3 separate regions of the Sus scrofa genome follow, and regions 1 and 3 are each linked to region 2. The links are chromatin contacts, called in public Hi-C and HiChIP or PLAC-seq maps. All regions are on one chromosome and are shown on one strand. Each heading gives the region's core, a stretch centred on a gene start, on an enhancer-like site or on the middle of the called end of the contact. The rest is flanking DNA. Distances are from core to core; before and after follow the strand shown. Region 1 has its middle 150 kb from the start of ZNF608. Region 2 has its middle 570 kb from the start of ZNF608. Region 3 overlaps LOC102165655 (a long non-coding RNA gene).

What was found. A called contact is a pair of places that touch in the nucleus more often than the background predicts. HiChIP or PLAC-seq counts read pairs in DNA pulled down with a chosen protein or histone mark.
Region 1: an H3K27ac HiChIP or PLAC-seq map of skeletal muscle shows a contact between it and region 2. The contact joins two enhancer-like sites. A contact is called at or near these places in 1 of 47 Hi-C or Micro-C datasets (fetal skeletal muscle) and 1 of 2 datasets of contacts at active chromatin or transcription factors (skeletal muscle).
Region 3: a contact with region 2 is called in a Hi-C map of fetal heart ventricle, with 3 times the contacts expected there. The contact joins two enhancer-like sites. A contact is called at or near these places in 2 of 47 Hi-C or Micro-C datasets (fetal heart ventricle and heart right ventricle).

Annotation. Positions count from the first base shown.
Region 1 is chr2:128,005,124-128,008,921 of Sscrofa11.1, forward strand. No RefSeq gene overlaps it. Among named protein-coding and RNA genes, the nearest start is that of ZNF608, 150 kb to the right of the region's middle. Within about 2 kb of position 1,353, at least 27 of the 83 cell types and tissues checked have an H3K27ac peak or open chromatin away from gene starts, as enhancers often do. A contact at or near this core is called in skeletal muscle, where this site is marked.
Region 2 is chr2:127,587,533-127,591,484 of Sscrofa11.1, forward strand. No RefSeq gene overlaps it. Among named protein-coding and RNA genes, the nearest start is that of ZNF608, 570 kb to the right of the region's middle. Within about 2 kb of position 1,454, at least 15 of the 83 cell types and tissues checked have an H3K27ac peak or open chromatin away from gene starts, as enhancers often do. A contact at or near this core is called in skeletal muscle, where this site is marked.
Region 3 is chr2:127,299,677-127,303,426 of Sscrofa11.1, forward strand. The region is part of intron 1 of LOC102165655 (a long non-coding RNA gene); the gene reads left to right. Among named protein-coding and RNA genes, the nearest start is that of CSNK1G3, 290 kb to the left of the region's middle. Within about 2 kb of position 2,230, at least 11 of the 83 cell types and tissues checked have an H3K27ac peak or open chromatin away from gene starts, as enhancers often do.

The sequences.
Region 1 (3,798 bases), core at 103-2,602, 420 kb after region 2:
CCCCACTGACATTGGCAAACTAGCCAAAGCACAAGTGGACTGTCACCAGCTGCTGGACATTTTGCATTGTATATTTTCAATAAAAACGGTGGACTCATGGCTTTTGGAAAATACACTCACATAGCACATGTGAATATGTTAGGAATAAATATCTTATTTATTTAAAATAAGGCAATGGAAACCTCCTTTGCTACTAATAAAGCTGCATTGCAATAAATTCTAAATTTCGATCAATTGCGCTCAAGTATCACCCATATTATAAAGCACTAATTAATAGAAATAAATATGACAGAGAGAGTTAAATTAGCAGTTGTTTATGACATAACATGTATGCCCCAAAGTCCTAAGTTTTGTAATCTATTTTGAAGTTCCTCTTCAGTAAAAAAAAAAAAAAAAAATTAGAATCACACATGCCAGAGTTTCAAGCTCCAAAAGATCTGATTTAGCAAATACTCCTTAATAAGAGAGCCCTAGATATTCATAAAATTTATGATCAAAGAATTGTACACTAATATTTATGGCAAGCTATGCAACCAGGCAATAGACAAAGGTATCTATGAACACTCGTGGTTATAACCATTCAAGGCTAAGTATTGGTCTCTACAGTGTATGTGTAGATATAGACATAGTTAAAGCCACATCCATGTGTTCAGATTGCACAAAATTGTTGATTTCACGGCCGGAAGTTACCTTAAAGATCACGTTGCCCCAGAAAGCCCAAACCCAAAGAACCTGCGTTCCAACATCCTAGCTAGTGTGTTCCATGCTACCTAAATGATTTCCAGCAAAGCTCCGAGCTTCCCTGAAATCCCATAGGAAACAGTACAACTTATTGGCGCCACCTTACCGGGTTTTTCTGAGCAGAAGATGAGGAACAGGGTGTCATGCCCGCAGCAGTGCCTGGCAGAGGACAGGCCCAGTAGATATGGCATCCCTCAGCGTCATCAACCACAGCTGCACGACCCTAGGAGGGTTAAATGAGGACTCGACCAACATCAAACAGCTAGTAAGTAGAGAATTAGGGCTTGAATCAGGTTTTCCCACTTTCCACTCAGTGCTATGGCCACTTAACCACAGCTGCCCCTGATGCTTCATCCAGTTTAAGATCACATTTGGAAGAGACTGATTAATGCGGTCACCCCACAGTTCTGCTCAGCTGCATTTCACCTTCTGCAGTGCAGCCACTGGCATCGCGGGTGATGGGAGACCAAATCACACTGGAATGGGGCCTTCCAGCCAGTGAGAGAAATTCCTCTTGTGTTCCATTAGTTTAATTATGACACAGTTAAACAGACCCTGAGAAATTTCAAACCTGGGAACATGTGCCCACAGAGACACCCAGGCCCTGGCAGCGGTTCTTAATCACATTCCTCAGTCAGGTGTCAGGCAGAGCTCAGGCAGCGCTCAGGCACCAGCACACAAGCAAGTTTTGTTTAGAATACCTCAAAAAGCCAGCCAAGTGGCAAATGTGGACATCTGTGCTAGACTGTGGCTGTCCTGTTTGTGCAGTCTAATCTGTCAAGATAACCATTTCCCCATTCTCTTAAACAAACACAGACTTCCTTGTTTAAACACTATAACAGTTCTAACAGAACACACAGCTTTTAATCATTCTGCGTTAAGTACACTGGCAAGAGTCTGAGAAAAGAATCAAAACATCTTAAATGTAAACGGGCTGATTTTGCTGTTTTGCAAATCCCAGGAAACGGGAGAGAGAAACCCGAAATTCCAGATAAAAGGAATATATAGCATCGCAGCAGAAACTAGCGTGCATTTTAAAATTATCAGTGAATTAGAAATGCAATGGGGAACCCAGTTCAGCTTCTAAAGAAGAAGAAAAAAAAAAAAAAAGGAAAAGAAAGTGGGTCCATTTTTTTCTTCTTTTGCAAAAAGTTTCAAGTTTAGCAAATTTAAGTTTGTTGCATCAATTGTTTTGTATTATTTATAAAGGCAACCAACAGTCATGCCTGAGCCCAAGCTGTGCTGGGGAAAGCTATTTATTTTTTTTTTTTTTTTTTTTTTTTTTTTTTTTTTTTTTTTTTCTTTTTTTTTTTTTTTTGTTGTTTTGTATTTCTTGGCCTCTGGCATATGAATTCCAGCTAGAGTTGAATCAGAGCTGTAGCACAGCCTACCCAGAGCCACAACGCAGATCCGAGCCGTGTCTGCACCACCACAGCTCACGCACGCCGGATCGTACCACTGACAAGGCAGGACCGAACCGCAACCTCATGTCTAGTCGATCGTTACCACTGCGCCACGACGGAAACTCCGGGAAAGCTATTTAAATCAGGGCAAGGTTGCTTCACCACTGAGTTAACTCCCTCTTGAAAGCCCTTTAGTATAAAGCTCTGTCACAGCACGGCGCACATTCTTTTTCATTGATGAGGTGTTCTGGGTCATTTCCTAATATCCAAGAATAGACACGGAAGGCTGGGGGAAAAGACTTTCACGGTGGGACGAGCAGGAATATTGACAGTGCTGAAGTTCAGTTTGCGTTGCTTCAGCCTCACTGCTCTCGATTTCACTTGCAAAATATCCAAATGCACCCTGAAATGTGAAGACGTTAAGACTTCCATAAAACCCTGATATGTTTTCTCCTTATTGTTAAAGAGAAACATGATGGTTAAAAAATCCAAACACTCTCCATTCTTGAGCATGGTGCAAGTACAGCCGTTGAGATCTGACCAACTGGGATTCACATTCTGGTTCAACAACTCAATCATGCGACTAAACAAGCCAATAGGCCTTTCTAAGCCTTAGTTTCTTTATCCATAAAATGGGGATAAAAACAGCTTACAGAGTAAGCTTGTGGACAATAAAGGAGATATACTTGCAGTGGTAAGTGCTTCATAAATTATCTTTTTCTTTTTTTTTTACAGCTGTACCTACAGCATGTGGAAGTTCCCCGGGCTAGGGGTCAAATCTGAGCTACAGCTGCCAGCCTACGCGACAGGAACTCGGGATCCAAGCTGCATCTGTGGCTTACACTGCAGCTTGCAACAATGCTGGATCCTTAACCCATTGAGGCCAAGGATGTAACCCACATCCTCACGGAGACAATGTGGGGTTCTTAACCTGCTGAGCCGCAGTGGGAACTCCAACCAGCAATTATTAAGAGTCCACTAACACCTACCATAATTAGAAAATGTTCGTACACAAAATTCAAGTGAATAGAGTTTACATAGTAACATACGGATTATCAGCTTTACAAAAGGAGAAAATAATTTAACATTGAAATACCAAACCAGTTTATGAGAGATAAGGCTCTGAGTGTCAATCACCTGCATAAGTCCTCATGGGAAAAGCAGTCAGAATTTACACAGTTGTCTCAGTCACCCCAACACAGCGGGCTGGCCCACATTCCCAGGACACAGGCAGGACCCTAGTCTCTAGGCTGTGGCATGTGGTCTACTCCCTGTAGACCGTGGTCCAACCCATAAAACGCTGGAGGACACTAGTCGGTTGGGATTGGCTGGCCATTCAAGTCCTCCACTTGAATGAGAAAGTCATTCCAGATGAGAGCAGTAACAGCAAAGACCAGCAGAAGCTGACTGATCATTATTTGACCTTAATGGAAAAATTCAGGAGCTGGAAGCAACAGAGGGCTGTTCCGAGGAGACAAAAAAAAACTAGGTCACAGAGCTGAAAATTCTCGTTCTCCAGGACCCCTGGCTGTGTGGAAAATGAGATGACTTCTGCTGGGGTTTTTATTTTTCCCTATTTTGAATGCACCCACAGCATATGAATGTTCCTGGGCCACACATCGAACTGGAGCTGCATCTACGACTTACGCCACAG
Region 2 (3,952 bases), core at 204-2,703:
ATTGCCTCACTTCTGGTCATATATAAAACTATCTGTTCTTCTTCGAACATGTTTAAGGAGAAGTTGGGCAAACAAAACTAGTTCTAAGGCACGGCTCCATTCGCATACTCTGCACTGATGCTTCTAGAAAGTGTATTTATAATGTGTATTTACTTTAAGAAGATCAAGACACTTACTTTTAAAATACGTTTCTGTGATATGTGCTCCCAGAGTTGGACATTAATCAAACCTAAGTAGAATCAACTGAGAGTCAAACTGAATCTCAGAAGCAGAATAACTGGCTTTAGAGAAAGGGCTGGAGGGCTTAGGAAAAGGTCCTCAGGGAAGCAGGCTGTACTTGGAATGTGAGTACCAGTCATTCTATGTGCCACTGGCTGTGTCTGTCCTTAGTGGTCTCAGATCCCATTGTGAAGGAAGGACTTTGGGAACATCCTTCTCCCTCTTGCCTCTCTTCTCCATTTGTAGGTTACATAGAAGCAAGACCAAGAGAGTATGAACTAACATTCAAATTTAGGGCTTATACTTTTTTAAGTTTTTAGTAAGATAACAAGAGTAAACAAAAGAGCTTTGTTCCCAGTCTTAATTTTAATTGGTTCATGCAAAGATATTTTCTAACCATTGGAATCCACAACCTAATCATTAACTTAATCATCCTATTAACTTTGCCAATATACATTGCTTTATGCCATACTGACCTACTCATGTGCACAAAATATGTGTGCAACATTCAGAGATACAGCAAGTTGTGTGTCTGTATGGAGAAAGACACAGACACACACACACACACACGCACAGAGCAGGTCAAGACAACAGCTGTTCAGCATTATTTACAATATACAGGCATCAGTGATGACCTAAAGAGCTGAAGAAAAAAACAGGCCATATTTTCAGCTTAATAAAACCCTGCAGTAGGGAGCCCTTTATGAACAATTACAAGCATTTGCCGGAAATACATTTGCTGATTTAACAAACTGGGTAGGACAAATGTTTAACATGCTGTCGTAATGATGTTCAGATGCTTTTCTTAGTATTCGTTGATCTGAGATAATGCGTTCTTGCCCAATCATTCTACAAAGCAGCAGCAGAAATAAATAAATAAATAGATGTAACGTGATGCGCTCCCACAATAGCAGCGCTGCTGACTGCCCCTGACAGATGGGGAAAAAAAAAGTCAATATGATGCCTGAGACAGCCCAGGCTTGGCACCGCAGAATAAATTACATGATTCGCTGAATGCCTGGGCTTCGCTCAGACATACAAAAAAATTGGAAAGATAAAAGCTTGCATTGGCTTCAGATGATATTTACTGCTTGATGGATTTACTAGCAGCCCCAGTACAGTCATACTGTATTGAATTATTGGCCTCTATTTAGCTGTGTGTCTGTCGGATCTTGAGTGTCCATTTAAGCGTAAGTGAGCTGGAGGCCCGCCAAGCCTCTCAGAGGCTCTGGGTACAGAGGGAGATGTGAGCTAATGGCCACCAGCCCGAAGAACAGAGAGCTGGAGGACACTGGGGGAGGCAACAAAGCCCAGCTACAAAGTACTTTCTTATCAATATTAATGCCAAAATAAATATTAATGGAGGCTGCCCGGCACATCATTTTTGAATGTGCCTTGTTTTCTTTGTATTTTAACACAAATGGCTGGAAATGACTGTGTGATTTTTCTCTTTCTTTCACATTTTCTTTCTTGCTCTGAATCTAAGCAAGAATTTGGAAAAGAACATTAGCTTTGCTCCTACCGTTGTCACAGCGGTGGGGTTTCTATAAGGCAAAGGAGGCAAATGAAATGCTGGTTTTAAGAGGTATACGGCTTCCAATAAAATATATGATTAGAATAGTAATGCACAGTATTGCAGCTATTGTTATGGATTCTTTATTGCATTGTGCTCAGGCAGTTCAACTGAGAAGTAGCATTTCATGTACAAAGAACCCAATGGGAAAGTCGCATTGTCATCTTAGCTTCAAAAAAAAGAAGGTGGTGTGTGGCAGGGGGGCAAAAGGGTCCATGGGGACTCTCTGTACTTTCGGCTCCATTTTGCTGTGAACTTAAAACCACTCTAAAAAAATAACATTTACTAATTAAATGAACACGCACACAAAGAAGGTGTAGGTACGGTGGGCATGGTGGGGAACAAAGAGAGCTAAGTGCCCAAGGCACTGGAGTGACCCAGAGTCCAAAACGTGAGTGAACTGAAATTGTGCATCATGTGTGCACGATGGGGAAGTGAGCGTAAGCCAGAGAGATGGAGCAGTTAAGAGAAGGTCTAGGGATTATTCCCAGGTTACTCACTTTTTATGCGAGTGATCAGGGGAAGGGTTACTGTGCAGGGCTCCAAAGTGAGATCTATGGCAGGAGTTTTCAGCTATCTGTGCAAGGGAACTGCTTCCCCCTGGGCAGCACAAAGCAACCCAGCATTCTCGGAAGATGCATGTGGAGCGTGCCAGATGACTGAATGCACAGGGTAGCTTCAAGAGGACCTCCTTGCTCTGGCGAGAGCACAGATAGCCTCCAGGAGCAGGAAACGGGCTGCAGGTGAACCATCCCCGTGTTAACTCACCATGGAACCAAAGCTGGGAAAATCACTTCATTCCTTTTAGCCACTATTTCCTAGCCCGTAAAACAGCTGCTGATGTCATCACAATAACAATTTACTACTTCACAAGATCTTTAGTGGATCAGGTGGGGCAGGAATGATGAAAAGGGGTATGTTATGGCAGCAATGCACACTCAGTGCTTTCACACTTGCTCATTTACTCTCTTCACAACACAGTGATGTGCATCTTGCTATATCCGTTTCATGAAAAATGAGATGTAGTGACCTAGCCCACGTCACATAGCTAGAAATGCCAAGAATGGACCCCACGCCTCCCCTAGGGTACACTTTCTGGATGAAAAGACAAGAGTGATGGTCATTATCTCCCTCTTTGGGGAGCAGGATGTGACCCTCTGGACCTGGACACATAGGCTTGAACTGGATGGCTGTTGAGGCTCTGATCAGGTACCCAAGGTCCCCTGCCGCTCACTCTACAGAGACCCACTTCTGAGACTGGGTCCTGGGACCAGCAGTGTTTGGATACACTAGCTGGGGGATCCACCAGCTAGCCTGGGGATCCCAATGTGTGGGAAGAAATCCCTTTGCTGGCTCTGGGGCAGAGCAGGTGGCAGAGGCTGAAGGGGTGGAGGACGCCAAGGAAGAGGAGGGTCGCAGGGGAGCATCTTGCCCATTTTCGGCTGATGTTGCTCCAACTCTGCACATGGCTCACAGCAAACGTCATAACTGTTGATATATTTCAATCTGACCAGTGCTGCCACTTGTACATTTAAATCCATTCTGTACATTGCTTTCAAGAACAAAAGGATGCAGAAGGCAAACGGAACTAATCACTGTTGCTGAGACTGAGAATAACACAAAGTAGTTGCTAGTGTCATCTGGCTGCTTGAAATACATCAGCTGACTACAGGTCAGAACAGGGCCCCAGTGTGGCTGGTATTGTTTCCAGGTTCCCCAGATAAGTAAACTGAGGTTGTAAGAGGTCAAGTCCTTACCTGGGTCACACAGATGGGAAGTCAGTAACTCAGCTCCAAAGGCCAAGTTTCCCCAGGTTGCCCCTGAGAAGTCTCTGTTTAGTGACAGTGTGTGATCTATTTTAGAACAATTTCTGTGAAATCTGACGTCTTTTTCTAATGGTACTTCTAAAAAGGAAGAAAAGGGATTCTGTGACTTGTTGTAACTCCCCTATTCGCATGGGGATTTTTCCTAAAAGCCCCTCGTGGTTTGGTGGAATGTCGAATATCCAAATTTGGAATCAATCTGGGTAGAGTTCCAGGCTCAGCCTCACAAAGGACTAACCTTCAGACTTTGGGCCAGGTATTAAGCTTTTCTGCACCGCACTCTACCCAAGTTCAAGTAATGGGAAAAACAATACTTTAAGTACTGAGAAATACTGAA
Region 3 (3,750 bases), core at 980-3,479, 290 kb before region 2:
TATATATATATACTTGTGTGTGTGTATATATACACACACATATGGTAAATGTATATATTTACCATTATCCATATAAACAACATTGGAAACTAAGGGATTGGGAAGGAATCTGTGTTGCTGATGCAAAGTAAGTCTTGCAAGAAAATGATTTGATGGGAGCCAAGTGTGTTGGTTTGCCATAAGAAGCCAAGAAAGAGGTCAAACTGTGTGATTTATGGTTTAGCAGAACATTCTTCAATATGTATTATATGATTTTCTGTATTTCAGTGAAGGTTTACAATATACAATCACAAATTTGTGTCCTAAAGTGTTTAGATGAGTATATACACATGTACATGCGTACGTGCACACATGTCCAAGGCAGTATTTACAGTGGAGTTGTGGCTTATGCTGGGATCAAGTTCTGAAGTCAATAGGTAAAACAGAAATCATGAATTGTAAACTTACGCCTGGAAAACTTTGAATTTGCTCCTGAAACAGTTATGTACAATTTTGTTTTCATAGTAACACTTGTGCATGCTGAAGTGTAAGTATGCACAGAATGAGCGAGACTGAAGAAAGGACAAATATAAAATCTTCATGCTCGTGTTTGGGTGTTGAAACCATTCCACTTGACATCGACAGCAGACATCAGAAACAGCTTGCATGTCCCTGGAGGGGATGAGAGGTGCATGATTTTAAGGGATTTCTGTTTTCTGGCATTTTATCTTAATAGTAGGCTTCTGTACACCTAGTAAATACTTCTTTTCTTCTGTAGTGAGAAGGATTAAAAAAGATAATGGGATCTAGACTCATGGGGGTTGGGTTCCAGAGTCTGTGTAAAAGGTAAAGGGATGTATGAAGCAATTCCACTTTATTTTCAGAAATTAAACTTTTTTGTTTTCATATTTTTAAAAATATAGTTGATTTACAATGTTGTGCCAGTTTCTGTCAGAAATTAAGCTTTGAGTCGATTTCACCTTGGAAGGCATTTTCTTTGTATTGTGTCTAGTTGCACTTACTCTTTTTTGTTAAGTGGAAGAAAAGATGGCTTTCATCTCCTTAAGTCTGTAACAATTAATTGATTGTTTTATTGTGTTTATCATAGAACCGATGTTTATAGAAAGTGATATCTTACTAGTCTCTTCTTACAATTCCGTTGACTTCCGCTGTGTGTGGTGGGTGAGTGTATCTAGACATCCCGGACAAACCTCTATCAGAGCTTGAGTGTGAGGGCGATAGAGACATGTCTGGAATTTCCTACACCCTGTGGGGGTGGGTCCAGCAGAAGCCTCATGATAGGAAGACAAAGGAACTTTCTGTGAAAATTCACCCTGCGGGGGGAAGGAATCTGGCCTGGGGAGCTTGGCCCAGTTGTAAAGGCTTAGTTTGGGTGGTAGCAGGGATGGATCTGAGGACAGCATGGTGTTTTTCACTCAGATCTGTCTCCTAGCCTAACCCTTCATGGACTCTTTTCTGACTGCTTGAGAGAGCAGGGTGGGCTGTTGTACTAGAAACTCTATAAGACGTGTAGCCCAAACAGCGCTGCCTTGGTAACCCTCTAACAGGGGCAGCTTGAAAGAATGGGACAGAAGCTGTGACCATTTGGCACCACGAGGCCTGACACGACAGCGGAAGTACCAGCAGGATCAGGATTATTCACGAATGACACGTGAGGCTCTGTCTGGGGGCCCCCAATTTGGTGAATGTACAAAACACAGAAATTTGAATTATTACTGTTCATGTGACCATATCTGTACCCACAGCCTAGTGAGGCTGAGAGAACATCTATTTTTACCTCTTTCGTAAAACATCGCTGGGAATGGTAATTGTTTATTTACATGTCTGCTCTCTTTGTAGGCTCTAAGGCCCTGTAGGCCGGGACTACATTTTATTCATCTTGGTTTTGCTAGAGTCTAGCCTTTGCTCCTGGTACATAGCAGATGCTCATTAAGTGATAGAGGTTTTTTTTTAAGATGAAAGAGTGATTTCTGTGTTTGTACCGGTTGACTATGGAAACAACTATCTGAAATATACAAGTTGGGGGGGGAGGAGGGAGAGGAAGAGGAGAAGGCTGGGTTTTGACTTTGTTTCCACCTTTTACAGCATCTTGTTTCACCAACACTTGCCAAGGGCACACATAAATTTGCAGATAGAGCCTCCTGCCTGAGAGGAGAATGCCGAATTCAGATTTGGGGAAGGAACCTCAGCATATCCCATTAGGTCAGAGCAGTGATGCTTTTATACAGAGGTTGGATAAGGGAGAAAAGAGAGTATTTCAGCTAGAGGCTTTGAAGGCCTGACAATGAGTGCAGCACAATATAAGGCTCAGTTTATTGTGTCTGAATGAATGCATTGGCATTTCTAGACTGTAACCTATACATCTGCTTTACTGGGGGGAGAGGGGATGAGTGAGGGAGCCCGAGAGAGGAGGGATTAGGGCTGTAAAAATAGAACCAGTGTGAGGAGCTGCAGAAAGGGATGTTAGCAATGACCTGGCTCAGCCACTTATGCAGCTCTGCCACATTCCTCAGAACAAACAGCTATTAAAATCCAAGTGCACAAAGCCTGTAGCAGGCTTAGTAATGACAAGCACTGTCAGCACACTATAATTAACATGGGGTGGTATAATTTATAAGGAATGCACTCTACAGTTTAATGCCAACATGGAGGGGGGACTATCTGTTGTTAGCCTGCAGAATCAAAAGTAGCCTCCTCCCTTGATGCAAGCATCTTTCTTTCTAAATGGGCTTTAATTTATTTTTTTAACTCATAAAAGCCTTTGTCACACCGAGTTAGTCTTGAGCGAGGCACAAGCAAGCCTTGGAGGTGACCCTTCACCTCCCCTCCCCCTCTCCTATTAATCAAGAAGGAAAGTCTCAGCAGACTGTCTTTACTGTACATAATTAAGCAGTTCTGAATGCTCAGTGAAACTCAAATGGGATGGCACGGAGCCTGGTAATATGACAGTTAATGGGATGAGACTAGCACTTATTCTGCCTCTATAATAAGCAAAGGCTCTTTGCTTTCCAACTGAGGACAGGAAGAGAAGGAAGCAGTCACAAAAGATAACAACAATGACAACCTGGGGTTGTTGGGCACCTCTCTCTACCTTTTATGATTGTCTCCAAAAAGGAAAGTGCACCCGAACTGGAAGAGATTACCTCTTAATTACCCTCACTCAGTAGCTGTAATAAGCAAAGGCTTTTACTTCTGCATAGCTGTGGATCTGTGTGAGAAGCATCCCCAGAAAATAACTCTTAATGGGAAGGTTTATACCTCTTTACTCCTTTTTCTGCCTCCTGCAAGCCTTTAAGCTGGTTGAAATAGCATCTTAATCCTACTTCCTTGGTGATGAGGATGTTTAAGAAAATGACAAGTTATTTTGCTTTTAGAGGATGGTCAACATAAGTACGTGTGATAAAGGACCATTTGCTAGCTAGGTCTGTGGCTTTCCTCTGCTGTCTGCTCCCCCCCCCCAAAAAAAAACCTAGCATCTCTTTGCTTCCCCTAAAGAAAGATACTAGGTAAAATTACTTTTGAAGCATGAAAAATATGGTGACAGGCATCAATGGTTATTTCTAGCTGCATAATCTTGGTATCACAAATTAAATAGGCTTGTTGGCTTTGTCCATTGAACAACTTGGTAGAAGGGAAAATCTCTTTGTGCTGTTTGAATTGTGGGAATAACTGGCATAATGCAGTAATTAAATGGTCCTGCAAAAGAGAGAACATATCAAACATTCATCTGAGAGGCAACCATGCAGTACC